Regions from separate parts of the Mus musculus genome. Here all the other regions are linked to region 1. Evidence: chromatin contacts called from public HiChIP or PLAC-seq and promoter capture Hi-C data. All regions are on one chromosome and are shown on one strand. Each heading gives the region's core, a stretch centred on a gene start, on an enhancer-like site or on the middle of the called end of the contact. The rest is flanking DNA. Distances are from core to core; before and after follow the strand shown. Region 1 holds the start of Asb6 (ankyrin repeat and SOCS box-containing 6). Region 2 holds the start of Gle1 (GLE1 RNA export mediator (yeast)). Region 3 holds the start of Exosc2 (exosome component 2). Region 4 holds the start of Zdhhc12 (zinc finger, DHHC domain containing 12). Region 5 holds the start of Zer1 (zyg-11 related, cell cycle regulator). Region 6 holds the start of Endog (endonuclease G). Region 7 holds the start of Kyat1 (kynurenine aminotransferase 1).

Region 1 (3,837 bases), core at 829-3,328:
CCTCTTAATCTAACGGCTTCACAGCATCAGTGTGAAGAGGGCTTAGCCCAGTGCTAGGACCCGAGGAGGGCTCCAATAAATGCAAGTTAATTCTCATGTGTTCTATGTGTATTTACACTAAGTATGCATGTATCCACACGTGCTGTATGTGTGTAGAGGTCAGAGGACAACCTGTAGGTGTCTGTTCTCTCCCTCTGCCATAGGGTCCTAAAGACTGAACTCAGGCCACAGGGCTTGGTGGCAAGCCTCCACCTCCTGAACCAGCTCAGCAGCCCAGTTCTTCTTACTCTGCCTGTCCCTTCTCTCAGACACTGGTGACATCAAGATGCCTTTCATTGGACCTCGGCCTGTGAGAGCCAGGCAAGTGATCAAGTCAGAGGTGAAGACTGGCTGGAGAGACGGATCAGCCATTAAAGGCTAGGCTAGGGGAAGATGGTGAGGCCAAGGCCAGAAGGACCACACCTAGATTCACCTGTTGCATGGGGTTTGTATTCTGCCCTCTGAGTTCCACTGAAGCTCTAGTCTGGGGACCTTCAAAGTGACCTTATTTGGAAGAAGGGTCTTGTAGATGTCAGGAGGCTAAACTACTGCTATTCTGGATCAGGGCAGCCTCCAAAGCCAAGTGCTGGAGCCACTGAGGAAAGGAGAAGTGACCTGGACAAAGGCACAGACCCAAAGCAGGAAGCCACGATGTCCAGTCTTCATGGTGCTGGGTATGGAACTCGAGGCATTCTGCTCGGTGAGCCAACTCCCAGGCCCAAAGGGGAACTTTTTTTTTTTTTTCCCCATGAATAGGGATGTTTTGCTTGCATGGCCATATGTGCATCACTTTTGTGCCTGTGCCCACAGCGTCCAGAAGAGGGCACCAGATCCCCTTGGCCTAGAGTTATGGGTGGCTGTGAGCCACTATGAGGGTGTTGGGAGCTGAACCTGGGCTGATCAAGATCTCTCCAGTAACCTGCCACCCTCCACCCGACTCCTCCCCCCTCTTGGAGATAGAGCCTCACTATGTAGTCCTGGCAGGCTAAGAACAGAACCTAGGTCCTTTGCAAGAGCAGCCAGTATTCCTAATTGCTGAGCCATCTCTCCAGCCCCTGTACAGATTTTTTCCCCATTATTCCCTTAACAACCCAATAAACAATGACCAACCTGGTGTTTACTCTGTTGGGTGCAGAGTCCCATAGAGCTGAAATAGGTCATGAGAGGAGCTGTGTACCCATTCTGTGTAAGATCCTTGGCCACTGGGTTTGGTGTCCTGGGCTATCCTGGAACCAAGCCTAGCATCCCAACACTTGAGAAGTGGAGGCAGGAAGGCTCTTGGTTAAAACAAAGAAGAAATTTTGTTCCAAGCCAGTAACTCTATGGCAGATGGCAGGTGCCAAGCAGAGAGAACACAAGCCCCCATAAGGGATTGGAGCTACACCTATGATGGTGCAGCCTCAGGACCATTGACACCTCCCCATAACTGACCTTTTTAGAGTCATCAGGGCCTTGCCGCAGGACTCAAAGTTGCAGCCACTCAAATTTGCGTAGGGGGACGCTACCTGGTACAGTCCTTTCTGCTATGTCAAAGCTTCCTCCTGCTCAGGGTCTAGGCAAGTGATATTATGCCAATTTTCCAGATCAGGACATGAAGGTTCACAGAGTCCCTCCAGTGAAAAGTGGGAAAAGTGGGCAGCCTGTTTGGCTAGGCGTCAAGGGACAGAGAATAAGGAACTGCCCCCAGCGTCTGTGGGGAAGAGTTGGGGTGCAAGATCCTCATTACGCCACTTGGTCTACACAGTGGAGAAACTGAGGTGGTTGCAGCCTTTCCTTAGAGAGTGGCCAAAGTCAAGTAGGCTGCAGAAAGTAGTGTTCAGGCTCCGAATAGGGCCTGTGTCACCTCGGATTGGAGCCAGTCAGTAGCGGGGCCGCATGCCCCGTCGGAGCTCAGACGCCCTTCAGCGGCCTCGCGGGGAATTTCAGTGCGGGGCGGAGCCGGACAGTGATGATCGCCGCGAGGTCCTCCCCGGCGGCAGGGGGCAGTGTGACTCACATGCTCCCTCAAAGGCCCGCACGGACCGGAAGTAGGAGTGGTAGGATAACTTCCGGTGCGGAACTGGGGCCTGGGAGGATTGCTCACCGGCGCGGGGTCTGAACCGGTAGATCGGGAGGTGGTGGCCTGTGGGTGTCGGAACACGCGGCCGACGCCATGCCGTTCTTGCACGGCTTCCGCAGGATCATCTTTGAGTACCAGCCCCTAGTGGACGCCATCCTTGGCGCCCTGGGCATCCAGGATCTGGAGCGGCAGGAGCCCCTGGATGAGTAAGTCGCTGCGGTCCTCTGTGGTTGTCGCAGCGGGAGTGGGAGCTGCGTGGCCGCGAGCTCGAGCTCCAGCCTGAGGCGGGCTCGGAGTGTCTTGTAGGGCAGAAGACCCGGGCCTCTGCTGCCTGTGCATGGATGCTGGAGACGTCCTGGCTGGGGCCGACCGGACTTTCGGCAGACAGCAGGCCTCTCCGAGAGCCTCTGGGGAAGCAAGCCGGTGTGGTCCGTGTGCCCTGTGCAGACCTCCTTGGGTACTCGGAGCGCTACGCCTTCGGAGTGCTTGTGCTACAGAGACAAGCGAGCACCCAGACCGGCATCGCGGTCTGAGATGCAGAGTAGGGTGGGGCAGAGGAGCTAGCAGTCTCACCAAGGATGTCTTTTCTAAACCACATCAGCCCTTTCCTCTGCGGCCTACTCTGTAAATGCAGTGCCAGGCGTTTTTAAGAACTCGGAGGCGGGGCCGCAGGGCTGCACAACAAGGCGCTACTGCCCTCCTTTGGCGGAGCCCAGCATATTTAGGAGGGCTGCCCCAGATAAGCGTTTTGTGTCCGGGCGTTGGTCAGATCTTAGGGCCCACCTGTTGCAAGAGGTCTGGTGGGTGAGATTAGGGCGAAGAGCAAGTAAGGCGCGTCGTGGCCAGGTGACTCTGAAGGTGGTGTTTGGGCCGTTGTCAGAGCTGGGGTAACATATGGAACAGCGTCCAGGCCCAAGATGCACTTAGTAGGTAGTTTTGTCTAGGAAGGGTGAGAGCTTTAGGGCTACCCTCAAGGTGGTGTGAGAGAAGATGGGGCAGAGCCAGCACTTTGACAGCATGCTGAAGGATGGCTTTGAAATCACTTAATGCTTTTGACCAAGAAAGAGTTGTGCCCCACAGAGCATGCGCAGCTTGTGTGGATGCTTGTGAAAGGGCACACAGGCTAGGGCCACTGGCCCCCGTGAGTTCCCACTTTCTCTGTTCTGCCTCTTGGTGCACAGTTCTGCTTCCAGCGAGGAGAGCCGGATCCTGGTCCTCACGGAGCTGCTGGAGCAGAAGGCTCACTCTCCATTCTACCAGGAAGGCGTGAGCAATGCGTTGCTGAAGATGGCTGAGCTGGGCCTGACCCGGGCAGCTGCTGTCCTTCTGCAGAGTGGGGCCAACCTCAATTTCGAAGGTCAGCAGCATCCTGAGGATGGGGGTGGGGTGAGGAGGACTAGGCAGCCAGGCCCAGCCACTGCTTTTCCTCCGGTCTTTGGGGTGACTTCCCTTGTTCTTTTCCTGTGGGTGTCTTTCTGGGGGCTCTTAGCGCCTCTACTCCCACATCTTCCAGATCAATCCTTCTACCATGTAGAGAATACACTGGCAATGCCCAGAGCTAAGGGCAGGTGATTTCTCTGCTCTGAGCTGTCCTGCAGGTTTTGCTCTGGCCCTAGAGGTGGGAAGATAAGCCACACTGGGCATCTGTTACAGCAGGCTGCATAGGTTCTTTACGCATCAGGAATGATGAAGGGCCAGCCACCTGTCCTGCCATTGGCTGTCACCCCTAGGAGGTAGGA
Region 2 (3,837 bases), core at 640-3,139, 890 kb after region 1:
TTTTCCCTCAGAGTATAAGTTATCTGAATCTCTGAGTAAAGTTAGTTATCATATGAGACATCAGTCTTCCTCGTTTTTTACGCCCTGCTCTCCCAGGTTCATGCTGCCAATGAGAACAGTCAACAGGGAACGCTGTGTATTATGACATCAACTTTGCTATGTTGTTCCTCTCTCTCTCTCTCTCTCTCCCCATTCCTGGCCCTAACTCATTTACATTCCATCTTCCCCAAAAGGCTAAGAAGCACAAAACTTTCGTTTCTTTGTTTGTTTGTTTGTTTTAAAGACAGAGTTTCATTATGTAGCCCTGGCTGGCCTAGAAGTTGCTCTGTAGACCAGGATGGTCTTGAATTCACAGGACCCCACCTGCCTCTGCCTTCCAAGTGCTGCACTTAAAGGTGTGCACCACCACACCTGGTGTTACACTGCTTCTCTTTAATAAACTGGTGTTTCTTCTGTGCTGGGGAGATAGATTAATGGGTAAAGTACAAGCAGGGAAGGCCTAAGGTTTGACTCTAATGATCCTTATAAAAATGGCATGGTGGCATGCACTTAAGAGTTCCAGCACTAGGGCTGGTGAGATGGCTCAGTGGGTAAGAGCACCCGACTGCTCTTCCGAAGGTCAGGAGTTCAAATCCCAGCAACCACATGGTGGCTCACAACCATCCATAATGAGATCTGACTCCCTCTTCTGGAGTGTCTGAGGACAGCTACAGTGTACTTACATATAATAAATAAATAAATCTTAAAAAAAAAAAAAAAAAGAGTTCCAGCACTAGAGAAGAAGAGACAGGATGATTTCTGGGACTACTGGCCAGTTAATCCTAATTGATGAGCTCCAGGCCAATGAGGGACACTTGCCTCACAACCCAAGATGAGGCCTCTGAGACTCAAGACCTAAAGTTGATTTCTGGCCTCCACACACATGCGCATACACGCATACCAACAGTGGATGATACGATGATATGGGAAACAAATCGTCTCCCCCAAGTCACTGTCATGTGACTAAACATTTCAACCTTGCAGCCAACAAGTCTTTTGTCTTAAGCAAATTAAGCCTTACCTGGGTTCCATTTGGTGATGAGGGTGACGGGGATTGTGGGCTACTTCTGACAGGAGATTTTAGTAGTGAGGATTGGTACAAGCCAGATGCAGATCCAGAGGATGGTGAATTATCAGAAGAAGGAGCACTCTCTTGCGTGTGGCCTGAGGTGTTGGGTAGGATGTGATCTACCACCCATCCAGAGTAAGAAGACAGTTTGGGAAGAGACATGCATTCTTCCAAAACATCCTAAAGAGAAGAAGGTTAAGCCTATTTATTTGTTTTTGTTCTTCTTGTTGTTGTTTTCTCTTTTTGGTTTTTCGAGGCAGGGTTTCTCTGGGCATCCCTGGCTGTCCTGGAACTCACTCTGTAGACCAGGCTGGTCTCGAACTCAGAAATCTGCCTGCCTCTGCCTCCCAAGTGCTGGGATTAAAGGCGTGCGCCACTATGCCCGGCACGGTTAACCCTATTTGTATGTCCATTGGTAAGTATAAGACATTATTACATGTGATGCTTAACAGCTGAAGGCCCAAGCAAATAAGTTAATACAGAAGATAAAAAAAAAAAGGATCGCAGCCCGTCCCGTCCCGTTCCCACTCCCGGTCCTCCACCGCGGTCACTAGGGAGCCTGCTAAACGCGGGCCGCGGGCCGCCGCTCACCTCGTAGCGCAGCAGCCACTCGCGGTCGTAGCGCAGGCGGCCTTTGCTGGTGTTGCGGAGCGCCCTCAGAGTTTCCCAGCAGCGACCATCGGACGGCATGGCATGTCACCAGCTGACACGACTGACAACAAACCCTCGAATCCGCCGCCGAGGTGGCGCCGCCTTCCGCTTCCGGGGTGTCCGCCCCACATCCGGCGCAGCCTCTCCGTAACGGTCGCAGAACCTGTCCGTCAGCAGCGCCCCGCCCACTAGTGAGCGCCGCCCCCTGGCCAGAGCAAGAATGCGGGATTGAGGCTAAACTAGCGAGCCTACGTGGATCTGAATCTCAATGTAATTTCTCGCAGTCACAATTGCCAGGGTGATGCTCTGCGGTTTTTGACCCATCTACTGCTCATGAGTCCGTGACAGCGGTTTGAGGTGGATAAGAACCTCAAGAGAACAAGCAGTATTTTTTCTGTTCGGGCGTTAACAGTCCTTACTGTCCTTGTGGTGGAGCCTGGTTCATTTTCCAACACCCCATGATAGCTCACAACAGAAACTCCAACTCAGACGGTTCCATTGCCCTCTTTGTGGACTTTTACTCTACGCACGCACATCATACATACATACATACATACATACATACATACATACATACATACTTTTTTTACTAAAAAAAAAATCTTTGGACTTCTAATAAAATATTTTACAAACGTTAATACAAGAGTCCCCCAAGAATGATCTGGGTGAAGCGTTACATAACTTAAATCCCAGCACTCAGGAGGCAGAGGCAAGCAGATCTCTTGAGTTCCAGGCCAGCCTGGTCTACAGAGTAAGTTCCAGGACAGCCAGGAAAAGGCCTAGCTAGGAAAAAAACTTCCCAGGAATGGACCCCAATCCAAACAGTTCTACAGCTCAACACTGTGGTGCACAGCTTACACTAGTTCAGAAAATAGAATCGAAATTACATACCCACACATGCATGTGGTGGTCTACATTTGACAACTTTTTTTTTTTTTTATTGAGAAATTGTGTAGGAGCCAAGGCATGGTGGTGCATGCCTTCAGTCTTGGCACATGAGAGGCAGAGGCAGGGGATCTGAGTTGAAGACAAGGCTGGTCTACATGAGTTCTGAGCCACCCAGAGCTATATGGTAGGACCCTGGCTCTCAGGAAAAGGTATATTTATTTTCAACATGTATGAAAATGTGCATGTGATTACCGTAGGTGCCTTCTAAGACCAGAGGAATCGAATGTCAAAGGAGCTGGACTGTTGCTGGTGGATGTGACCACAAATGTGGTCAGCACCTTAGCTGCATTTCTCCAGCCCACCTTGATAAAGTCAAGGTTCTTTCCTCTGTGTCCTGGATGGATGCTTCCCCTCGCACAACCAGTAGTTAACCAGTGAACTCTCTCCAGCGCCAATCTCTGGAATTTTGGACTTGGGTGAGAGTGGCTGAGATGCTATAGTTACCTGAATGAGAATGGCCGCCATAGGCTCATGATTTGACTATCTGGTCTCCAGGTGTTGAAACTGCTTGGGAAAAATTGTGTCTTTACTAGTGGAGGTGTTCGTTAGTGTAGGCTTGGGGGTTTCAAAGGACTTGTGATTCCTGGTGCTCCTCCGATGCCTCCCAGTGTGGATCCAGATGTGAACTCTGTACTATGTAGTCCACAATTACGAACTCTAACCCTCTCAAACAATAGGCCAAATTCAACTTTTTTTTTTTGTGGCCAGGATGTGGTGGTGCATACCTCACTCTGTAGACCAGGCTGGCCTCGAACTCAGAAATCCGCCTGCCTCTGCCTCCCGAGTGCTGGGATTACAGGCGTGTGCCACCATGCCCGGCTTGCCAGTTCCAGAACTGGTCCTGGGATGCAAGTGTTTTATTCTACATGGATCTTCAAAGCAGCATCTTTTGAGAGAGCTTGAGCTGATGTTGGATCTATGAAGGTGGCAGAGTACTGGAGCTTTGGCTAGGACTGAGTCTTATCTATGGAGCTGAGTCTGATGTGTCTAAAACTGCTACAGATTGAACTGGGTCCATGGCTTTTGTTGATGAAAATGGACCAGTGGTTGCTGTAGTCTGGGTATGGGCAGCCAGCACCACACCCAGAATGTTCCCCAGGACCAGTCAAGACTGAAGAAGGGATGGGAAG
Region 3 (3,837 bases), core at 589-3,088, 840 kb before region 1:
CAGATCAGTTTGTTCACTCTCTCCACAGAGCCGGCCACAGACGCAATGAGCTTCTCTTCCCCCATGTATGTCCCATGGCCCCTGCGCAAGGACAAGGCCACAAAGAAAGGATACCAGGATACATTGGAGGTGATCTAGAACATAGTTCTTGAACCTAACGGGCTCCCCCAGCCCTGAGCCTCACACTCTCCGCAGACAGTCACATGGACGTCTCCATCTTAAAGTAATGTGCTCAAATGTCACTGCCTAACATCCTACCTCCACATCCCAGGCAGCACAGGGATCCCCAACTGCTCCTGGTCCACCCCATTCCCAACTACACACCTGTTCTCCCCCTTCCGCTGCATTTACGATTTTCTTGTGGCATTTACTGTTTCTGTTCCTTGCTATATCTTAACCTCCACCAGGACACGGGTGTTCACTTTGGTACCCCAACCACACCGGCTATGTTGAACACATGCTGCAACTATGAAGGAATGAATCCTAAGATATCTGCCATCTAATACCTTAAACTTAAAGCTTAGAGGCAACACTATAAACACTATAATCTCATTTGTACCAAAAAAAAAGAAGAAAGAAAAAGAAAGAAAGAGGAAGAAAGAACAAACTAGGTGCAACGGACAAACGGCCACACCTTTGAGTTAAGAATTTGGGAGGCGGGCTGGTGAGATGGCTCAGCAGGTAAGAGCACCCGACTGCTCTTCCAAAGGTCCTGAGTTCAAATCCCAGCAACCACATGGTGGCTCACAACCATCCGTAATGAGATCTGACTCCCTCTTCTGGTATGTCTGAAGACAGCTACAGTGTACTTACATATAATAAATAAATAAATCTTAAAAAAAAAAAAAAAGAATTTGGGAGGCAGAAGCAGGTGGATCTCTTGAGTTCAAAATCAGAGCGGTCTACATAGTAAGTTCCAGGACAGTCAGTGCTACATAGTGAGATTGGAGGGTTGGGGGTGAGGGGGGGGGACGACGGGGGGGGGGGGACGGACAGACATCGGGAAGACTGGCTACCTAATGCAGATTTATCTTTGGTGGTAATACAATGGTGGATTTTGCTCTCCTGCCCCACTTTTCAGTTAATACTCACTAACCTACCAATTCCTGTTGTCACCACTGTCTTCCAGGTGAGGATACCGGCCTTAGCAAGGTGCTAAACTAAGGATAACAATGTCAGATGTCCGACTCCATAGACAGCCCTAACTGCCACATGTTGTGACTTTCCGTGCTAAATTTGTATTGTTGGGTACAATATGTTGCCTCAACCCCCGCTCCACCAAAATTACTGCTTCCAAGTCAGGCTTGTCGCTGAGGTAACACTGAAAGAGATGACCAACCCCACTGTCCATTCAGAGGGTTGTAAGAAGGGCCCTGCAACCAGCCCTCCCCAGTTCTCCCTCCCTAGGAAGGCTCAAGAATCTTGAGTTTCAGGATAAGGGTCCAAAAGTTCCGAACGCCATAGATCAAAAGAGGGAATCAGGAACTGACAAAGGTGCAGCCAAGATGCCGGGAGTCAGAAGCGTGAGGCTCGCAAAGGAGGGAACTAGTATGGATGCTCCGATGTGTCCCGGGTAACTCGGGGACTTAGATACAACGGGACAGGAGGCCTGGGTTCCGGGACAGCGGGCCACGTGCAGAGAGCTCTGCAGCCGCCTCCTGAGGCCTTGGGACCCCCAAATCCTCACGTACCGCATGAAGCCTGTGTCCGTGGTGATCGTGTCCCCCGGCACCACCAAGTGTTTCTTAGAGTCGCGGCCCAAGCTCTCACTGAGAGGTTTGCGAGCTTTAGGGAGCCTCATCTCCAACGCCATCTTGGCGCCAATGACTTGCGCAGGCGCAGCTCTACACCGCTCCTCAACTCCCGCCTTCCTTCAGAGAAGCGACCAATGGGAATGGATAGTGTGGCAGCCATGTTGAGTATTGGCAATATTAAGTTAACTCGTGGAAGTGAGGGCACCAAGCTGCCATGTTTACTATTGGCAAGAAAGCACCTGCGGAATGATGAATTCTCATGTCGTAAGGGAATATGACATTAGTTTGGTTTGGTGTTTGGATGTCAGTTTTGTGTTTGTTTTAGAGGAACGACCCCGTGTAGGGCTAGCCTCAAACTCTGTATAGTTGAGGATAACCTTGCTGAGGTCCAGATGTTCATGCCTCCACCTCCCAAATGCTGCGATTACGTGAGTTTGTGTAGGTTGTGGGTTTGGTGGTGGTGGTAGTGGTAGTGGTAGTGGTAGTGGTAGTGGTAGTGGTAGTGGTAGTGGTAGTGGTAGTGGTAGTGGTAGTGGTAGTGGTAGTGGTAGTGGTAGTGGTGTTTGATGCCCAAGAGGACAAAAGAGGATGTTGGAGTCCCTGTAACTGGAATTATAGAAGTTTGTGAGCCATTATGTGGGTGCTGGGAAACGAAACCAAGTCCTCTGGAAATGTGGCCAGTACTCTCAACCTCTGAACCACCTCTCCATTCCAGGTGTAGGATTTTTTAAAGACAGTGCCTCATGTCATCCAGGTTGGTCTCAAACTAGCTGTGTAACCCAGGGTATCCTTGAACTCCTCCTCCTCCACCTCCCAGGAGCTGGGATTACAGGTGTAAGCTGCCATACCAAACTGTATGAGTTTTTACCCAAACTGTTCCATTTCATCATTTTATTTATTGTTGGCAAGTCTAGAGATTGAGAAATGAACCTTGGCATCCAACTCAAAACCACTATAATCTAATATTTTGTAGACTATAGATTTAGGACCGGGATTTACAGGAAACACCATCTGAGGAGAAGCTAGAACCCTCTGAATACTGCTCCTCGTGGGCCTTGTCTTCTAGCCCCTTAGGTGCTGTCCTCACCTACTGCCCTATGGCTCTAATGTGCTTTAGTAAGGACCTCTTCTGAGTGATGACATGTGTCTGCTGAAAGATGACTGTTGTAAACAGTCATGTGACAAGCAAGTCTGTAGGGAGGCATAAATGTAACTTTTATTTTCCTGTTGTAATTGTTGACTGGGAGGTTTACTGTCTTTGTTTGCTAACCTAGGTCTAGTTCTGGAAGCTTCTAGACTCTGTACAGTCTTATCTAGGCCTAAAATGTTTTCAGCCTCTGAATTGCTGCTGAATAAGCTCCCCCTTTCTAGTTCTTTCTGAGCTCTGGCTGGCTGATTCAACTCAGTTGTTCTGTCTCAAACTCTTTTCCCAGCTCACTTATTAGATTTGTCTTTTCTCTCAGCCTCTAAATTCCTGCTTGGCCTCAAACTAACTCTAGCAATCTTATCTAACCGTCTGGCTCATTCTGTCTTTACGTGTGTCTCACTTGTTCTTTCTTAAATATGTCTCTATAAAACTCTTGAAGTAATGCCAGACAGTAGTGGCACACACCTTTAATCCCAGCACTTTGGAGGCAGAGGCAGGAGAATTTCTGAGTTCGAGGCCAGGCTGGTCTACAGAGTGAGTTCCAGGAGAGCCAGGCTACAGAGAAACCCTGTCTTGAAAAACTAAAGTGTGGGGGGGAACTCTCGAAGTAAAACTGCCTCCTTCCTCTCTGTGTGCTTCTCTCCCTCTCCCTCTCCCTCTCCCTCTCCCTCTCCCTCTCCCTCTCCCTCTCCCTCTCCCTCTCCTTCTCCCTCTCCCCTCTCCCCCTTCCCTCCCCCTTCCCTCCCCCTCCCTCTCCCTCCCCTCCCCTCCCCTCCCCTTCTTTCCCCCTCCCCTCCCTCTTTTTCAAGACAGGGTTTCTCTGTGTAGCTCTGGCTGTCCTGGAACTCACTCCTATGTAGACCAGGCTGGCCTCAAACTCAGAAATCCCCCTGCCTCTGCCTCCCAAGTGCTGGGATTAAAGGCATAAGGCACTTA
Region 4 (3,837 bases), core at 974-3,473, 730 kb after region 1:
ACTGATTTTTTTGTTTTTTGTTTTTATTGAGACAGGGTTTCTTGGTGTATGTAGCCTTAGCCATCCTGGAACTTGCTTTGTAGACCAGGCTGGCTTCAAACTCCACCTGCCTCTCGGCCTCAGAGTGCTGGGATTAAAAGCACCACCATGGGAAAACCAAAACAAAAACACCCCACTGGCTAGGGAGATGCCCTGGTGGTTAGGAGCACTTGTATATCCCACCCACATACACACACACCCACACACACACTCCCAATGAGGGTTTCTCTGTGTATTCCTGCTGTCTTGGAACTACACAAGTAGTTCTGTAGACTACACTGGCTGGTCTCAAACTCCAAAGATCCACTTACCTGCCTCTGCCTCACCAGCCAGCTGCCCCACCCCAAAATAAGACCTTTCTCTCTATGTAGCTCTGGCTGCCCTGAAACTATGAAAACTAGGCTACCTCTGCCTTTGAGTACAGAGATTAAGGCGTGCACCACCATGCCCCACTGTACTTGTGGCTCTTGCAAGGGACCTCAGTTCAGTTTCTAGCACTCACATGGTGCTCATAACCATCTGTAACTCCAGAGGACCTGGTTACTCTTAGAACCTCTGCAAACACTAGGCATGAACATGGTGCACAGATATACATTCAGGAAAAATATCCACACACAGTCAGCCTGTAAGCCTGCTGACCTGATTTCTGTCCCTGGAACCCACATGGCAGGAGAGAGCCAACAGCTAGGGTTGTCCTTTCATTTCTGTGAGCCAGCTATCACATCAGCTTGCACACACACACACTCCCTGACTCACAAATGGTTGTGTACTTTGTTTTGATCTTTTTGTTTTATTTTTCTATGGACAGCTGGCCTAGAACTCATTATGTGGACCAGGCTGCCCTTTGCCTGTCTCTACATCCCAAAGAATTGGATTAAAGGTGTGGGCAGGGGCTGGAGAGATGGCTCAGTGGTTAAGAGCACTGGCTGCTTTTCCAGAGGTCCTGAGTTCAATTCCCAGCAACCACATGGTGGCTCACAACCATTTGTAATGCAATCTGATGCCCTTAAGTGTATCTTAAGTGACAGTGTACTTACATAAAACAAATAAATAAATCTTTAACAACAACAAAAAGGTGTGGACAGCCCAACCCCTTCTTTGGGAACTAGCTTTTATGTCACACAATTAGTTGGCTTTAGTCCCCTCCCTCCACATGTATAGAGGATGGCCTTGAATTTTCTTGCCTCTATCACCAGTTTGTTGAGATTTCAGGCATGTACCACCATATCATATATACCATGCTGGGGCGATAACCCAGCCTTTAGTGCTTGCTAGACAGTCTACCAATTGTGTTAATCCCCAGCCTCTGTTTAATCTCATATGGAATAGTATGATTGGCCCTAACCGCCCCCCGTCCCCCCGTCCCCCAATACACACTCGCGCGGGTGCGTGCGCGCGCACACACGATGGACAACCAATCCTTCCATAACCACCCTGGCCATAGGAAGTCAGTTCTTCAGAAAAAGGGATGTCTATTTGACCAAAACAAATCCCAAGAGCATGCACACTGGGCTTTGGGCTAGAAGAGGGTCATCAGGTGGAAGTCAGCTGAATGGGGGAGGTTCAAGGAACACAAGGAGAGAAAGTCAGTCTGGTTGGGCCGTGGTGGTAGCAGGGGAGACAAATACCTGTCTAAGACGCGGGTACTATTACCAACCCCATTGAAGAGGCAGAAAGTAGCCTAAAGAAGCTCAGTAACTTGCCTCGAGAGTCATAGGCCGGACAATTATTTCTCTGACTCCAAGCTGGGCCATGCGTGTCCAGACTCCGCACCAGAACCCTCCTTTTTCCCATCATCCGTTTGCAAAATCAGAAAACGAATAAGAGGAAAGTGTGTCATCAAGGCGTGCCCTCCTGCAAGCCCGGCCCATCGCCCCTTGGGAGCAAGCTCCGCGTGGCCTCCGGGGATCAAAGATGGGCACGCATGCGCATGCGGGGGTGGGGTTGTCTTCGGAGGCTTCCGCCTCCCGGGTTTTGCAAAGTTACCTGGCCCACAGGAGGCGGAGTTAGGGAGTTGTAGGCTGTGCGCGCGCGGGCCCCGCCTTCAGCCTCCTCGGGCACCTGTTGGCCTGAGGGGCCGCCGGTGGCACCCAATAGACAGCCTCCCTGAGCCGCCCGTGCCCCGCCTCTAATGCAGAGCCACCAATCCCCGCGTTGCTGCAGCCCCGCTGCCCCGCGGCCCCACCTTCTGCGCGCTTCTTCCGGGTGGGCTCGGGCGGGGGCCAAGGCCATGGCTCTTTGGCCGCCGCTTAACTCTGGGATGCTGGTGCGGACTGGGCACACCGTGCTGACCTGGGGAATCACTCTGGTGCTCTTCCTGCACGACACCGGTGAGCCGGACACCGCGCCACCCCGAGCCCACCCGATCACGCGTGGGTATACCGGGGTCCCCCTAATCCTCAGACACATTGAAATCTCCATTTCTATCTCCCACCAGTTCCTCAAGCGTCTTTCTCCTATGTCGGTCCGGGGATCATCCTCTCTCCGCCTGATTCCCAAGTTGGACCCTAATTAATCCCAGTAATTTTCTGTCATCGATAGATGTCCATCCATCCAAAGACCACCAGAGCCCATCAGAGGACCAACTAGAGGCCCCATCTCTCCCATCCCTGGGCTCTACCTGTCCTTCCCAGAAATTGCCTCCCAACCCCTCCCTAAATAAGATTAAGAAATCCGCTAGACTTAAGGACTTGGCTTTCCGGTCCACTCCCCAAATCCTATGAGCCGACTAACTACCCCAAGGGACGCCACTATAGCGAGGAGCAGGTTTCCCACCTTCGCCTGGTAGCATCTCCTTTCCCCATCATTCCCTTCACCCCCTTCCTGCCCCCTCCTAGGTTTCCCTTCCAGAAGGAACAGAGCCCACCAGAGGCTTCCTCTGTAGCCCTCCTCCATCGCTTTTGCCCTTTGTCCTCAGGCTTCCACACCAGGAGTCAGCCACCTTCAAAACCTCCTTGGCTCTCTTTCACCCAAGGGTACCAGAGTTGCCTACGCTCAGCTGTCTGGTGTCACCACGTCCATCACTTCTTAGCCCTCCCTCCTCTCCATAATCCTCCTTCACTGCCATGGGCTTAAACAGGCTGGCTGGCACCTTCCTAGCTGGAGCTCCTGGCTGGCTCCACCCTCTTCCAGGGCTGACTCTTCCCCTGGGGAGCCCCCTTCCTCCTGCCTCCCTCAGGTCTAGCCTCCATATCACCTCCAGCTACTTTCTTTCTACCCCCACCGCCTCCTGCCCTTCCCTTTTGCTATGGTTCTCACTGTCCTCTGGCCTCCCCAGAGCTACGCCAATGGGAAGAGCAAGGGGAGCTGCTCCTGCCCCTCACATTCCTGCTCCTGGTGCTAAGCTCCCTGCTGCTTTATCTGGCTGTGTCACTCATGGACCCCGGCTATGTGACTACTCAGCCCCAGCCTCAGGTAAGCAAGCAGGGACCTCGAAGGCCAACAGGGGAGTGAGACCTCAATGCTGAGCCCTGAGCTGCACTCAGTGTGGGGGCATCTTGATGAAGCCTCTTGCCTACCCCTGTGTTTTTGCTCCTACAATGATGACATCACCCAAGACCCATGTGGGGACAACTGTCTTACAAAGGTCACCAGACGTCTAGTATGCTGCCATGTGCATGCGTCCCCTCTACATGAGATGGGCCCCAAGTCCTGCACAATGGGGACCGGTGGCACCTAGAGAGATGGCCCCAGCATCGTCTGCCTCCCAAGGTAGGAGAACCCCCAATCTCATAATCTTTGTTTCGTTTTCAGGGCGAGCCCAAGGAGGAACAGGCAGCCATGGTTCCTCAGGCCGTC
Region 5 (3,837 bases), core at 868-3,367, 700 kb after region 1:
ATAGTGTGAGACAGAGTTACACAGAGAAATCCTGCCTCAAACAAACAAAGATGAGCAAACAAGTGACCTCCATGACCTCTGCATGGACTCCAGCCTCCAGGCTTCTGCCATCTGAGTTCCTGCTCTGACCTCCTTCAAAGACTATGATGGACAAGTGTGTGCCCAATAAACTTTTTCCTCCACAACTTGCTTTTGGTCATGGTGTTTCCTCACAGCAATAGTGACCCTAAACTAAGACAGTCGTGCATGTAGAATTGTTTCAATACATTGCTGAGTTAGGATTGCCATACACAGGGTGTTATGTGACAATTTTTTCCTAGAAAGTTAACAACATGCATGTCTACTCACCCCGGATAGGGAATTCCGGACAGACCAAATATACCACCACAGTCCAGTTTGGTGAGCTAGTGAGTTTTATTGGTATTACTTACAGGAACAGAAATGACTCAAAGACAGTGGCATGACCAAGGCACATCTCTGCGAAGATGACAGTTCAGAAAAGCTGGAAACCTATAGCACAGAGCATAGTCTGCAGAGAGCTAAACAGACTGGGAAATGTACTTTCCACCTGACTGTGGTCTAAATCTCTCATAGGCAGCTCAGCTTGTTTCCTCTTCTTACATGTAGCTGGTCTGGTCTCAGTATCTTCTTTGCAGCTCAGCTTGACTAAGAACTCTCAACTTTTTATTCTTTTCTCTGGCAGGGAGGGTCTTAGTGAATCTGGTTAGTTTCAGGGACTTCCTGAACCTATTTTGAGTTATTTACCTTCCTACTTAAGGTATCTACTTTCTCTTTTCTTTTATTTTTTCTCCTTTTCTTGTTTTGTTTTTTGTTTTAGAGACATGGTTATTTTGTGTAGTTTTGGCTGTCATGGAACTAGCTTAAACTAACGGAATCTGCCTATCTCTGCTTCCTGAGTGCTAAGATTAAGGTGTATGTATAGTATTTTGTGTGTGTGTGTGCGCGCGCTCAATGATAGAATTCCTGTCTGCCACAGGACCTGGGTTTGAGCCTCCACATCCCCTCCCTTCTTTCTCTCTAACCTCACTCCAGGGCATTCCTTAAGCAAAAAGTGTTGTTAGTTTACCAGATGTGGAGGGCAGTAAGAAAAATGTTTAAGCCTACTGCCTGATTGTTTGAGCTTAGAATGACAGAGATGCAAAGAGCCCACACTGATTTCAACTGTGAACGTTCTGGACAGGAGACCAGAAGGAAACAATTTACTGAGGGACTGGGTAAGGAGAGAAGGTAGATGAAAAGTCTGGATGCCCTGATTGTGAGACTGCAGAAGGAACGAAGGGATTTGTGTTCGGAGGCTATGGTAGAAATCAAGAGAAGAAATGGTGATGGGGCCAGTGAGATGGCCCAGCATGTAAGGGTGCTTGGTACAAGCATGGTGAGGACTGAATTTGATCCCTGAAACCAACGTGGCTGGTGTAGAGAACCCTCTCCAGCCAACAGTGCTCTGATCTCCTGCACATGTGCATATGCATGCACACATATAAATAAATGGGAAAAAAATCTTAAAATGAAAAGGAAGTATAGACCAGAGAGCTTGTTCGGTTCCTACGTTTGTGGGGCTTACAACTACCTGTAACTTCAGCTTCATGGGCTCCGGGGCTATTGTCCTCAGCAGGCAGCTGCCGTCACGTGCATAAGCACATATACACTTATGTACATAATTAAAATAATATTTTTGAAAGATAAAATGATGGACAGTAGGGCACTATTGGAGGAAGAGAGAAACAACTGTTAAGAGATCCTTGGTGACTAGAAGAAAACGCAGTGGCCAAGAACAGCCTCACTCCTGCTATCTGACAGCTCCTGGGTGAATGGCCCTTTTCGTGAAGGAAAGAAGGAGGAGCACATTTTGAGGGGCAATGTGGTGGCTGCTTAGAGACCGCCCAAAAGACGTCGGGTTGGGCACCGGGTGAGTCAGCACTAACTAGGTAAGATGGAGTCAATCCTGTCCTGAACCTGCTCCTGCGAGTTAGCCCCTCGCTAGAAGGAACCCTGGAAGCTAACGTGGAGACTGGGGCCTCAGCTTGGGCAGGAGCAGCCCAGAGAACCCGGAACCTTCAGCCGCCTCCGCCCACGTTCGCGGCGGGACAAGACGAGAGAACCCCTCCTCTGCTGCTAAGGGGCGGCCCGGAAGTGACGCTTTGTTGACAGCACACCCGCAGCCACAGGCTCTCCAAGCCTTCGGAACAGGATCGGGGGGAGGGGCTGGGCCCGGAGCCAAGCAGCCGGCGGCCCGAGGGCAAGGGAACGGCCTCCGTCCGGGGCTCCGGTCGCAGCATTCCCGCCCTGCCCCGCCCCGCCCCGCCGACCCGGACCCGGACCGGATCCGACCTCCTGCGGCGCTTTGGCCGCCGATTCCCCCGGGCCGCAGCCTCCGCTTGTAAGCCTGCGAAGCATCCTGTCTCCCCGTTGAGGGCCGCCCCCTCCTAGGGTACGTCCTAAATGCCGAGCCAAGAGACGTACCTGCATCCTTTTCTTCACCCTGTCTCAGGGTCTAAGCATTGTCGCTGCGACTCCTTGCAGAGGTCCACCACAGGCTAGTGGTGGGATGGCGCTCGTCGCCTGCCACCCAGGTCTGAGGATTTTGCCTTGAAAATTGAGCTCTCTCTAGAATGAGAACGACGCTCGCCCTTGCAAAATGGGGGCTCAACGTAGGGCTTAGGAGGCCAGCCTCTGCCCCTCCTACCTGTTGGATGAGTTTAGGTCTTCTCCCAACCCCCGAAGCCGTGCTACTTAAAAGCTTAGGGATGGCTTGGCTCCTGGATCAGCTCCCAAAATGCGATGCCAAGGTACAAGATAGTGCAACAGGGTCGGAAAAGAGCGGGTGGGCTTGCTGAAGATCAATGGCTCCCATAGGTGAGGTGAAACTAAAACTGACCGCTCTGGCTAGCTCTGGGTAGATTTAGCTGCTCTTTAACCAGTCAAAGCTTCCCCGGGTTTGCTTGTGCCTTGTGTGTATGACAGAGACGGGAGGGGGAGCAGAGGGTTGGGGGTAGTGGTGCCTAATGCCTGGGAAAAGCTAACTCAATGATGTTTCTGACAGAATGGTTCTCTACAGGCTTCAAGTTAGAGTGACCGGTGGAGATAGCATTGAAAGGGGGGTCACAGAAGCTATGCTTTGACCAAGAGGTTCTTGTTAGGTATGAAGGGTCGATGTGCTTTGCCTTATTCAGTAAATAAACGTACAACATGTTTGATAGTAATAGGTGTCACGAAGCAGAGACTGGGACCTCTGTATAGAATGGTCAGGGAAGGTCTCTAATGAGGTTTCTGTCTGAGCAGAGATGAGTGAGGTAGAAAGTCATTACAGCTTTCTGGGGGCTCAGCATTCAGCAGCAGGCGCAAAGATCCTGTGGTGGCAAGAGAACCCGCTTGGGTCTGAATGAAGGAGGCAGAGTGGGTGGCAAGGAAATCAAGTGAGAAGAAATAACCGCAGGGAACATATTAGGGACTGGCTTGTGATGCAGGGTTGATTTGTAATTTTTGAAATGTTGGAGAAGAATCAATTGTCTGAGGTGACAAATGACCAATGTACTTCAGCCCTGTGTTTTAAGTGCCCTCTTGCTGTCTGTACTGAACATCCATGGCAGAAATTAAAAGAGATTTCTGCGGGAAAGTCATGTCACATTACTGTTTCCTCGTAGTTAGAATGTGAGCAGGTGACCTTCTGCCTCGGTCTTTCCATCTGTAGAATAGGACTGCTAAGCTACAGGGTGCATGTGTGGCAGTGTGGTACATGACAGGAGGGATCCACCCACGACACAGTCCTGCAGCCCTTCTTTCTAGCATCAGCTGGAGGCATCACCAGCTCTGTCT
Region 6 (3,837 bases), core at 759-3,258, 660 kb after region 1:
CTGCTTTTCTGCCCAATACTGCTTCAGACAGAATGGGAGGCAATAAACGCAGCTAGAGGAATGAGCTCTCTAGACCCTGATGCTCACCTATGCTCACGTGACTGTAACCTGTCCCGTAGGCAGTACACCTAACAAGCACGAGTGGGAGGCCATGCTGGGGAACCCCAGCCCCAGCCTGGTGCTCGGGTGGCGTCACACCGCGCCACGCCAGATGGCCTGTAGTGGATGCCTGTAGCTTCTGGTTTCCGCAGCAGCCGCTGCCTCCTGCAGCCCGTGCTGCAGCCCGTGCTGCTGCTGCTGCTGCTGCTGCTGCTGCTGCTTTCTGTGCCCTCCCGAGGAGCTCAGCTCATTTGTCTGCCAGGAATCCTTAGCACGTCAGAGGCAAGGGTGACAGCCTCCCGTGCAGCCACGGGTTACAGGTGGTAAGGCAGGTCAGACGTGGGGAGCAAAGGCAGGTGTGGGGCCAGGCACCTGAGGGCACAGCAGAGTTCTAGGCCACCCAAAGGTCTCTGGCTACAGTGACACAGAAAGCCCAAGGTTGGAGAACAGGAGTCGGAGGCCCCGTCAGCTACAGGCTTACCTGGGCAGGAAAAGCGGCCCCGTGCAGACATAGACATTTTGGTAAGTTCGCGTCAAGCTGCGGCTGTACCTCTCAAGGTTGTTCCAGGCATTCTGGTTGAGGTGTGGCACCTGGTGGGAGAAGCGAGGCTCAGGAGCACACCTCGGACCTTCCATTAGGCATGCCCCAGCTCTTAATGTCAATGCCCAAACATTTGAAGGACAAGGGCTCAAAGAAGGGCTCCCTCCTTACGGCTCTGTGACTACAGTTTTTGAGCCAGTGCTAGCCACACTCCATTCCTGGCACTCCAATGCTCTAAGCTTTCCCCATCTCAAGGGAAGGAGGAAGGAGGGGACATTAGTCATTCAGAGACCCCCAAGGTCTCTTGGAACTCCCAAACCTTAGGTCAAGCTCTAAAGGCACGGGGACTGGACAGTGCTGGTGTGCACCTTTAATCCCAGCACTCAGGAGGCAGAGGCAGGCAGATCTCTTGAGTTCCTGGGCAGCCTGGAAAATCGAGCAACAAAAGGTGTGGGGTGGGATATGGTCTCCTGTCCATCTCCATCCACTGGGTGGATGTCCCAGGAACCTACTTCACAATCAAGACCCTGCTGGGAGCAGGTGCAGTGCTAACAGTGTGCCCTGGAGGCCTGACTGGCCCTAGGCCAGCAGGGTAGACTGAGGAGTCAAGCTCCCGGGTTCCCTGAGGAAGCACACTGGGTGGCTTGCTGACAGGCATTGCTGCAGCCCGTCACTACTTGGTGCACTGCTTCCCACGGGAGGCTGAAGAAGGATAAACCCCGGATTCTGCAGTGCCACTGTAAGATTCCTCCCTCCCGCCACGGTGCACGTGTAAAGTAAGATCTAGACGCTGCAGTCGGGCGGGCGACCAGGGTCCGAGACTACCTGAGGCGCTACGTTGCTCAGGTAGAAGGTGTCGTCCATGGCCCGCTGACTCCAGCGGTGGTTGGCGGCGGCGGCCAAATGGCCGCGGTCAAAGCCACTGCCGCGGTAGTCCGCATTGGTGGCGCGGTGGTACGCGTGCACAGAGTCATCCTCGCGGAAGTCGCAGGCGCTACGGTCCCCGTCGCCACGGAGCCGCTCTGGCCTCAGCTGCTCCAACACCCAGAGCGCACCGCGCGTGCGCGGGTCGTAGCTAAGCACGTAGGACTCGCGGCTCCGGAGCTGCGCCACGCCGGGCAGCCCGTACTTGGCCAGTTCCCCGGTGCCGCCCGCCGGTCCCCCCGGCAGCGCGGGAAGATCGGCCGCGACCACCGGCAACAATGGCACTCGGCCCAGCAGCCCCGGCGCTTTGCCCTCCCGCCGCCGCCAATGCTCTGCCGCGGCGCCCAGCCCCGCGCCCAGCGCTAGGGTCAGGCCGGCCCGCAGCGCGCGCATGCCTACCGGAGGACAAGGACGCTACTGATGTTAGCACAGAGTGAAGGAGCCTGTGCTGGCGTGGCCCCCGACGCCCTTCAGCTGCCCTTTTAAGACGTAGCTGGGTCCTGGTGCCGCCCTACTCGCTTGCCATTGGTCGTTCCACGTCGGGCTCCGCCTCGCCATGTACACCTCACATGGCCCTGCTTTTAAACAGGACAGAACCCCAGATCTGTCAGACCCCTCAGGTGCACCCACCCTCCTGCCACCAAACGAGCGAAGGATTTCTCTAGATTGATTAACAGAAGAATGCAGGTGTAGCTATTGATAGCCGCCTGGAACCTAAGCTTGCTATATAAGGTTAGAGAAAATAGCTATGCTAGGGTCATACTTTTCAACCCACTTAAAGGGTTTGGCCTGGGAAGTATGTTGTGTTGGCCAATGTTTCCTGTCCGTAGGTCAGGGGCTGGCTAAAGATATTTCCTACATTTCAGATGGAATAGTATTTAACTTATGAATATTTTAAGACATCAACTTCCTTACAACCTATTAAGACGGAGGAAGACCGATACATAAAAACTGAAGAAAATAGGGCTGAGAGTGTACAGTCAGAGCCACACTCATTAGCATGGGACAAAACCAATTATACATTAAAAGATAATTGGGGGATGGCTGGGGGGATGGCTGAGGGGTTAAGAGCTCTTCCAGAGGTCCTGAGTTCAGTTCCTAGCAACCACGTGATGGTTCACAACCATCTGTAATGGGATCAGATGCCCTCTTCTGGTGTGTCTGAAGACAGTGTATTCATATCCATAGAATAATTCTTTTTGTAAAAGGATTTATTTATATATTACATATACAATGTTCTGCCTGCACGATACCTGCAGTCCAGAAAAGGGCACCAGACTTCATTATGGATGGTTATGAGCCACCATGTGGTTGCTGGGAATTGAACTCAGGACCTCTGGAAGAATAGCCAGTGCTCTTAACATCTGAACCATCTCTCTAGCCTGAATAATAATTTTTTTTCTTTTAAGATACATTGGGAAATAGGGCATCTGCAGGTGTTGATGGGTAAGAAGGCAATGGAGGGAAATCATACAAATACCGTGTACATGTGTGAACATGTTATGATGAAACTTGGGCTTGTTTGCTTGGTTGGATTTTTTTAGACAGGGTTTCTCTGTGTAGTCCTGGCTGGCCTGGAACTCACTCTGTAGACCAGGCTGGCCTCGAACTCAGAGATCCGCCTCCCTCTGCCTCCTAAGTGCTGGAATTTAAGGTGTATGTCACCACAGACTGTTGAAAAAATGAAAAAAAAAAGACAAAGTTGTAGACTGGAGACATGGTGCAGCAGTTCAGAGCACATGTTGGTCTAGCAATGGACCCAGGTTCAGTTCCCAGCACCTATATGGTGGCTCACAACCATCTGTAACACCAAAGGATTTGTAGGCAAACACCTATATAGACAACATAATTTTGTTTTGTTTTGTTTTTTAAAGATTTATTTATTTATTATATGTAAGTACATTGTAGCTGTCTTCAGACACTCCAGAAGAGGGAGTCAGATCTTGTTACAGATGGTTGTGAGCCACCATGTGGTTGCTGGGATTTGAACTCTGGACCTTCGGAAGAGCAGTCGGGTGCTCTTACCCACCTGAGCCATCTCACCAGCCCCATAATTTTGTTTTTTAAAGAGCATATTCAACTCTTGCAGAGAACCCAAGTTAAGTGACAGGCAGCTCACAATGTCCTATAGCTTCAGTTCTCGGGACCCATTATATTCTGAACTGTGCAGCCTCTGCAGTTCTAAGGTGAAGGATTCAGCTCAAGTGACCAGAATTTTGCTTGCTTTCTTTTCTTTTCTTTTCTTTTTTTTTCTTTTAAAAAGATTTATTTGT
Region 7 (3,837 bases), core at 566-3,065, 620 kb after region 1:
AAAAGCAGTCTGAGTTGGGAGTGTGGCCCAGCCACAGGGAAAGCCAAAGTACTGTCAGGAGGTCACTGGGAATGGGGTGACACTTGCTGGGACCTGAATGGGTCTAAGAGGGATCTAGAACATGTCACACCTGGGGGTGGGGTCAATTTGTGCCAGGAGGTCAATACAAGAACACAGAAGCCAACACGGGTGTCTAGCAGTAAAGCACCTAGAGCCAGAAAGGTGCAGACGCTGTCCAGGCCACCTCTGCACTGTCTCCTCAGCCGGGATCCAGACACCTGGCTGAAACTGAGCCACTACTTGTTCATGGTTAAAGAGCCAGAACTGAGGCTGCAGGCTCGCCTGCTCCTCCAGGATCCCACTTCCGGAAGTGTACCTCAGGCAACATCGTCCATGTGGGTACCTTCTCCTCTGGACTACCATGGGGCTGTCCTAACAATGCTCAACCCTCAGCTTCTATTCCTGATGTCTGTCTCCTCTCAGACTGCAGTGCTGAGGAGGCCAAGGACACATTTCCCAACATAAGTCCCAGTCCAAGGCCAACCATAAAGACAGGGCAGGTGAAAGAGCCCAGGGATGGCAAAGAGGTTAGTATATGTATCCCACCTAGGTTCCTCTGCGGTCCCCCCACAAAACCTGCAATCATTTTTGCTTCCTCCCTTGAAGCTCCTTCAAGCAGCAAGTCAAAAACCCAGCCACCTGCCCGGATTCCTGATTCACAGGGCAATCCCAGAAGCCCCCACTCTCTACAAAGGCCACTGAAGTGTAACGAAACTGCTCTGTAGCAGGTGTCCTCAGCAGACGAAAACCACTGGGGAGGTGGTGGGTCACAAACGTCTCTTGGTCTCCTGCCTTGTCCTCTACAGACCCTGGGAGACAAGAAGGTCCAGAGTCAACACCCAAAACCCAAACAAGCTATGGAACTGGGAAAGCAGGGAGTCAAGCCACCCCAGTATCTCCTCACAACACTAGCCTCCAGTCCCTGCTTCCCCTGGACTGCCACAGGGGAACCTAACCTTCACCAACTGTGTGGCCAGGTCACTTCCACTGTCCCAAGCCTCGGAACATACTCTTATCCTCCTTATCCTCCGTCCCCAGCACAAGAAGCAGACCTCCTGCCCTTCCTCCTGCGCTGTCTGCTAGTCTGTGTGCTCCAGAGAGCAGAACAGTCAGCAGGGGTTGAAGGTTTTGCTGCCACCTTTCCAAGGCAGAAGGTCTTTGAAACTTTCAGGTCCTCCATTCTTTCCTTCTCAATTTAGCTTCCAATTTCATTGTCCCCTGGCTTCCCAAGCTGTGTTCCTTCAGCCTGGACGCGTCATTGCTGACCTCCAGCTCTTCCAACCTCACCTCCCTAGATCTGTCACTCCTGCCCAATGCATACATGCGACGGGCTAAACCAATAGGAGAATCGGTCTTTTCCAGCCTGAGATTCCAAAGACCAGGGAATAGTCCCGCAGATCAGAAAGAGGGAGGGGTTCAAGGAAAGAGTTCGGCACCAAGTACTAGGGGAGCCCGGGTGGAACCTCTGGGAAGGTGCACGTGCGCGGAGGGGCGTGGATCTGCAGGGACCGCGGCGGAAACTCGGGTGAGAGGTGCGAGCGGAGGTCGGGCCCGCGTCATTGGATTCAGGGAGGTGACAGCGCGTCCCTTTCCATACTCGACCCACTCACCAAGGCCCGCTGTTCTCGGCCGCCACGCAGGCAGCCCTAGTCCTGGGTCTGGCTACCCACAGCCAGTCGCGCCGTGGGTCTTTGGCTCCTTGTTTTGTTTGTACCGCTTCTTAGGTCTCCGCCCCGGAAGTGATGTCACCGAGCGCAAATGCTTGGGGATCCTAGGCTGTCGCCCAGTCTTTAAAGGGCACACAGAGCTTCGCACTGCTTCTGACAGTTCTCTTGAGCTAAGCTGCATCTGGGCGGAAGTAGCCCATCTAGGGCTCGGCCTCTTTAAAGGAACAGACTTCTGCAACCTTGGGAATACGTTTGGGGTCGCGGGTTATTGGACAGAGCAGCGCTATTGTTTGCTGAAGCAGGTCAGTTCCTGGTTGCCGTGCGGGGTTTCATCTAGATCGTGTGTTGAAGTTAGCTAAGGTTTGCGAGTGCTGTAGCTCTTTGATCCATGTGCTCCTGTTTGTATGTGATGTGTAGCTTCTCTGAAAGAAGGATCTATCCCCTGAGAAAAACTTGCACACGCGGTCTTGGCAGCTCTACACTCAGTCACAGAACCAGTTAGACTAGTTCTCTCTGCACCCACGTCCACTCTCCCAAGGTAGTCCTGGCCAAGAAGATGCAGACTGCGCTAACGGAGAATTGCCTGCAGAGCTAGCGCCAATAGTCTCTGTGGGTCCTTCTGGGTTCTGTCGGTTCCCGGGCTGCACGGCAATTGGATTCATGTACTAATGTGGGACAACTTCCAAGATAACTTAGGTTAAAATAATAATAATAATAATAATAATAATAATAATATTTTTTAAGTTAATGGGACAGAAAGAATAGCCTTCAGTCCTACTGAAGCCTGCTATGGTCAGATGTGCAAAACCCATGTTCTACCAGGCATATCACAGACATGCCACATGACCTGCAGGAAAAATGGGGCTGAAAGAGGCTGAAAGAGAGGGTGAACGAAAGAGAACAGGGCTGTCCCGCGTAGGTGGACTCCAAGGCTTACAGTCCTCCATAGACCTGGAGTATCATCTATGAACAAATGTGACCACAATGGTAGACACCAGGTGGCCCCGCTGGTGGGTTCACCGTTTTATACACACCAGTTCTGTTTACCAATGGGTGAGGCACAGAGTTTGGAAAAGGATTCCCACAGATGTTCACTCCCCTCCCACCCGCAGGAGGGTTTGAAGACACCAGGTCTCTCCCTCTGCTTCCTGGGAGCCTTAGCACTAATTTTTGGATCTCCTGTGTAGTCGACCTAGTAGGGAGCTCAGGGTCTCACAGCCAACAGGACACTGTTTCCACCCTATGTTTCTGTGAGAGCAACAGACAACCTGGCAGTCAGTTCCTGTGCTGAAAACTTTTTTTTTTAAGATTTATTTATTATTATATCTAAGTACACTGTAGCTGTCTTCAGAAGAAGGCATCAGATTGCATTACAGATGGTTGTGAGCCACCATATGGTTGCTGGGATTTGAATTCACGACCTTTGGAAGAGCAGTCAGTGCTCTTAACCGCTGAGCCATCTCTCCAGCCCTGAAAACTTTTTTTTTTAAGATTTATTTTATTTATTTTATGTAGCTGTACAGATGGTTGTGAATCTTCTTGTGGTTGTTGGAATTGAATTTAGGACCTCTGCTCGCTCCAGCCCAAAGATTTATTTATTATTATAAAAAGTACACTGTAGCTGTCTTCAGATGCATCAGAAGGGGGCATCAGATCTCATTATGGGTGGTTGAGCCACCATGTGGTTGCTGGGATTTGAACTCAGGACCTTCGAAAGAGCAGCCAGTGCTCTTACCCGCTGAGCCATTTCACCAGCCCGTGTTGAAAACTTTTGTATAGTACAAGGAACCAGACTGGGTGAAGTTAGAGGGGGAATTCTCCAAGATTGTGACAGAGAAGTGTGTAGCATGCCTGCCCAGCCTCCCTTCAGGTCCTAAGGGGTTAGCAAAGAGCACACTGTTAGAGCAGGGCCGGCTCTCTTGGACCTGCTGTACTCATTCTACAGATGGATAAACTAAGTCAAGACAACCCATGTTCCATAGCTAGTGCAATATTGGAGCTGGGACCATTACATCTAAGGCCAAACTTCAGGGTTTTTTTTCCTTGTCATGAAATGGGGACAGGTCTTAACCAAGCTTCTCCCGTCCCAATTCATTGGGCACCGTGGGTA

What was found. Promoter capture Hi-C pulls out the DNA fragments that hold promoters and counts their contacts. HiChIP or PLAC-seq counts read pairs in DNA pulled down with a chosen protein or histone mark. Capture Hi-C pulls out chosen DNA fragments and counts their contacts.
Region 2: a contact with region 1 is called in an H3K27ac HiChIP or PLAC-seq map of thymic regulatory T cells, with 6 times the contacts expected there. The contact joins the promoter of Gle1 here to the promoter of Asb6 in region 1. A contact is called at or near these places in 2 of 115 datasets of contacts at active chromatin or transcription factors (large pre-B cells and thymic regulatory T cells).
Region 3: a contact with region 1 is called in a promoter capture Hi-C map of liver, with 3 times the contacts expected there. The contact joins the promoter of Exosc2 here to the promoter of Asb6 in region 1. A contact is called at or near these places in 3 of 39 promoter capture datasets (liver and pre-B cells), 1 of 115 datasets of contacts at active chromatin or transcription factors (bone marrow-derived macrophages) and 1 of 9 other capture datasets (pancreatic islet).
Region 4: an H3K27ac HiChIP or PLAC-seq map of embryonic stem cells shows a contact between it and region 1, with 4 times the contacts expected there. The contact joins the promoter of Zdhhc12 here to the promoter of Asb6 in region 1. A contact is called at or near these places in 2 of 39 promoter capture datasets (liver and pre-B cells) and 2 of 115 datasets of contacts at active chromatin or transcription factors (embryonic stem cells and microglia).
Region 5: a contact with region 1 is called in a promoter capture Hi-C map of pre-B cells, with 2.9 times the contacts expected there. The contact joins the promoter of Zer1 here to the promoter of Asb6 in region 1. A contact is called at or near these places in 2 of 39 promoter capture datasets (embryonic stem cells and pre-B cells), 3 of 484 Hi-C or Micro-C datasets (B cells, Sertoli cells and muscle stem cells), 2 of 115 datasets of contacts at active chromatin or transcription factors (large pre-B cells and regulatory T cell precursor) and 1 of 9 other capture datasets (embryonic stem cells).
Region 6: a contact with region 1 is called in a promoter capture Hi-C map of pre-B cells, with 4 times the contacts expected there. The contact joins the promoter of Endog here to the promoter of Asb6 in region 1. A contact is called at or near these places in 6 of 39 promoter capture datasets (the 3T3-L1 cell line, the C10 cell line, hippocampal neurons and 3 more), 6 of 115 datasets of contacts at active chromatin or transcription factors (embryonic stem cells, large pre-B cells, pancreatic cancer cells and 2 more) and 2 of 9 other capture datasets (adipose tissue and liver).
Region 7: a promoter capture Hi-C map of adipose tissue shows a contact between it and region 1, with 2.1 times the contacts expected there. The contact joins the promoter of Kyat1 here to the promoter of Asb6 in region 1. A contact is called at or near these places in 1 of 39 promoter capture datasets (pre-B cells), 1 of 15 datasets of contacts at CTCF or cohesin (large pre-B cells), 1 of 484 Hi-C or Micro-C datasets (memory CD8 T cells), 1 of 115 datasets of contacts at active chromatin or transcription factors (bone marrow-derived macrophages) and 2 of 9 other capture datasets (adipose tissue and liver).

The regions. Positions count from the first base shown.
Region 1 is chr2:30,826,541-30,830,377 of GRCm38.p6, reverse strand. It overlaps Asb6 (ankyrin repeat and SOCS box-containing 6), which reads left to right and starts at 2,078. Exons shown (of 6, transcript NM_133346.2): 1 at 2,078-2,304; 2 at 3,280-3,455. The coding sequence starts at 2,192.
Region 2 is chr2:29,933,461-29,937,297 of GRCm38.p6, reverse strand. Gle1 (GLE1 RNA export mediator (yeast)) reads right to left here and starts at 1,889. Exons shown (of 16, transcript NM_028923.3): 1 at 1,700-1,889; 2 at 1,061-1,288. The coding sequence starts at 1,798.
Region 3 is chr2:31,668,716-31,672,552 of GRCm38.p6, reverse strand. Exosc2 (exosome component 2) reads right to left here and starts at 1,838. Exons shown (of 9, transcript NM_144886.3): 1 at 1,692-1,838; 2 at 1-81. The coding sequence starts at 1,813.
Region 4 is chr2:30,092,021-30,095,857 of GRCm38.p6, reverse strand. Zdhhc12 (zinc finger, DHHC domain containing 12) reads left to right here and starts at 2,223. Exons shown (of 5, transcript NM_001037762.1): 1 at 2,223-2,369; 2 at 3,317-3,453; 3 at 3,793-3,837. The coding sequence starts at 2,270.
Region 5 is chr2:30,122,891-30,126,727 of GRCm38.p6, reverse strand. It overlaps Zer1 (zyg-11 related, cell cycle regulator), which reads left to right and starts at 2,117. Exons shown (of 16, transcript NM_001290503.1): 1 at 2,117-2,452.
Region 6 is chr2:30,169,695-30,173,531 of GRCm38.p6, reverse strand. Endog (endonuclease G) reads right to left here and starts at 2,008. Exons shown (of 3, transcript NM_007931.1): 1 at 1,466-2,008; 2 at 581-690. The coding sequence starts at 1,957. Gm31080 (a long non-coding RNA gene) reads right to left here. Exons shown (of 4, transcript XR_866091.1): 4 at 3,197-3,235. Spout1 (SPOUT domain containing methyltransferase 1) reads left to right here. Exons shown (of 12, transcript NM_172660.4): 12 at 1-85.
Region 7 is chr2:30,203,825-30,207,661 of GRCm38.p6, reverse strand. It overlaps Kyat1 (kynurenine aminotransferase 1), which reads left to right and starts at 1,815. Exons shown (of 13, transcript NM_001356474.1): 1 at 1,815-2,029. It overlaps Gm31201 (a long non-coding RNA gene), which reads right to left and starts at 1,813. Exons shown (of 2, transcript XR_374214.4): 1 at 1,671-1,813.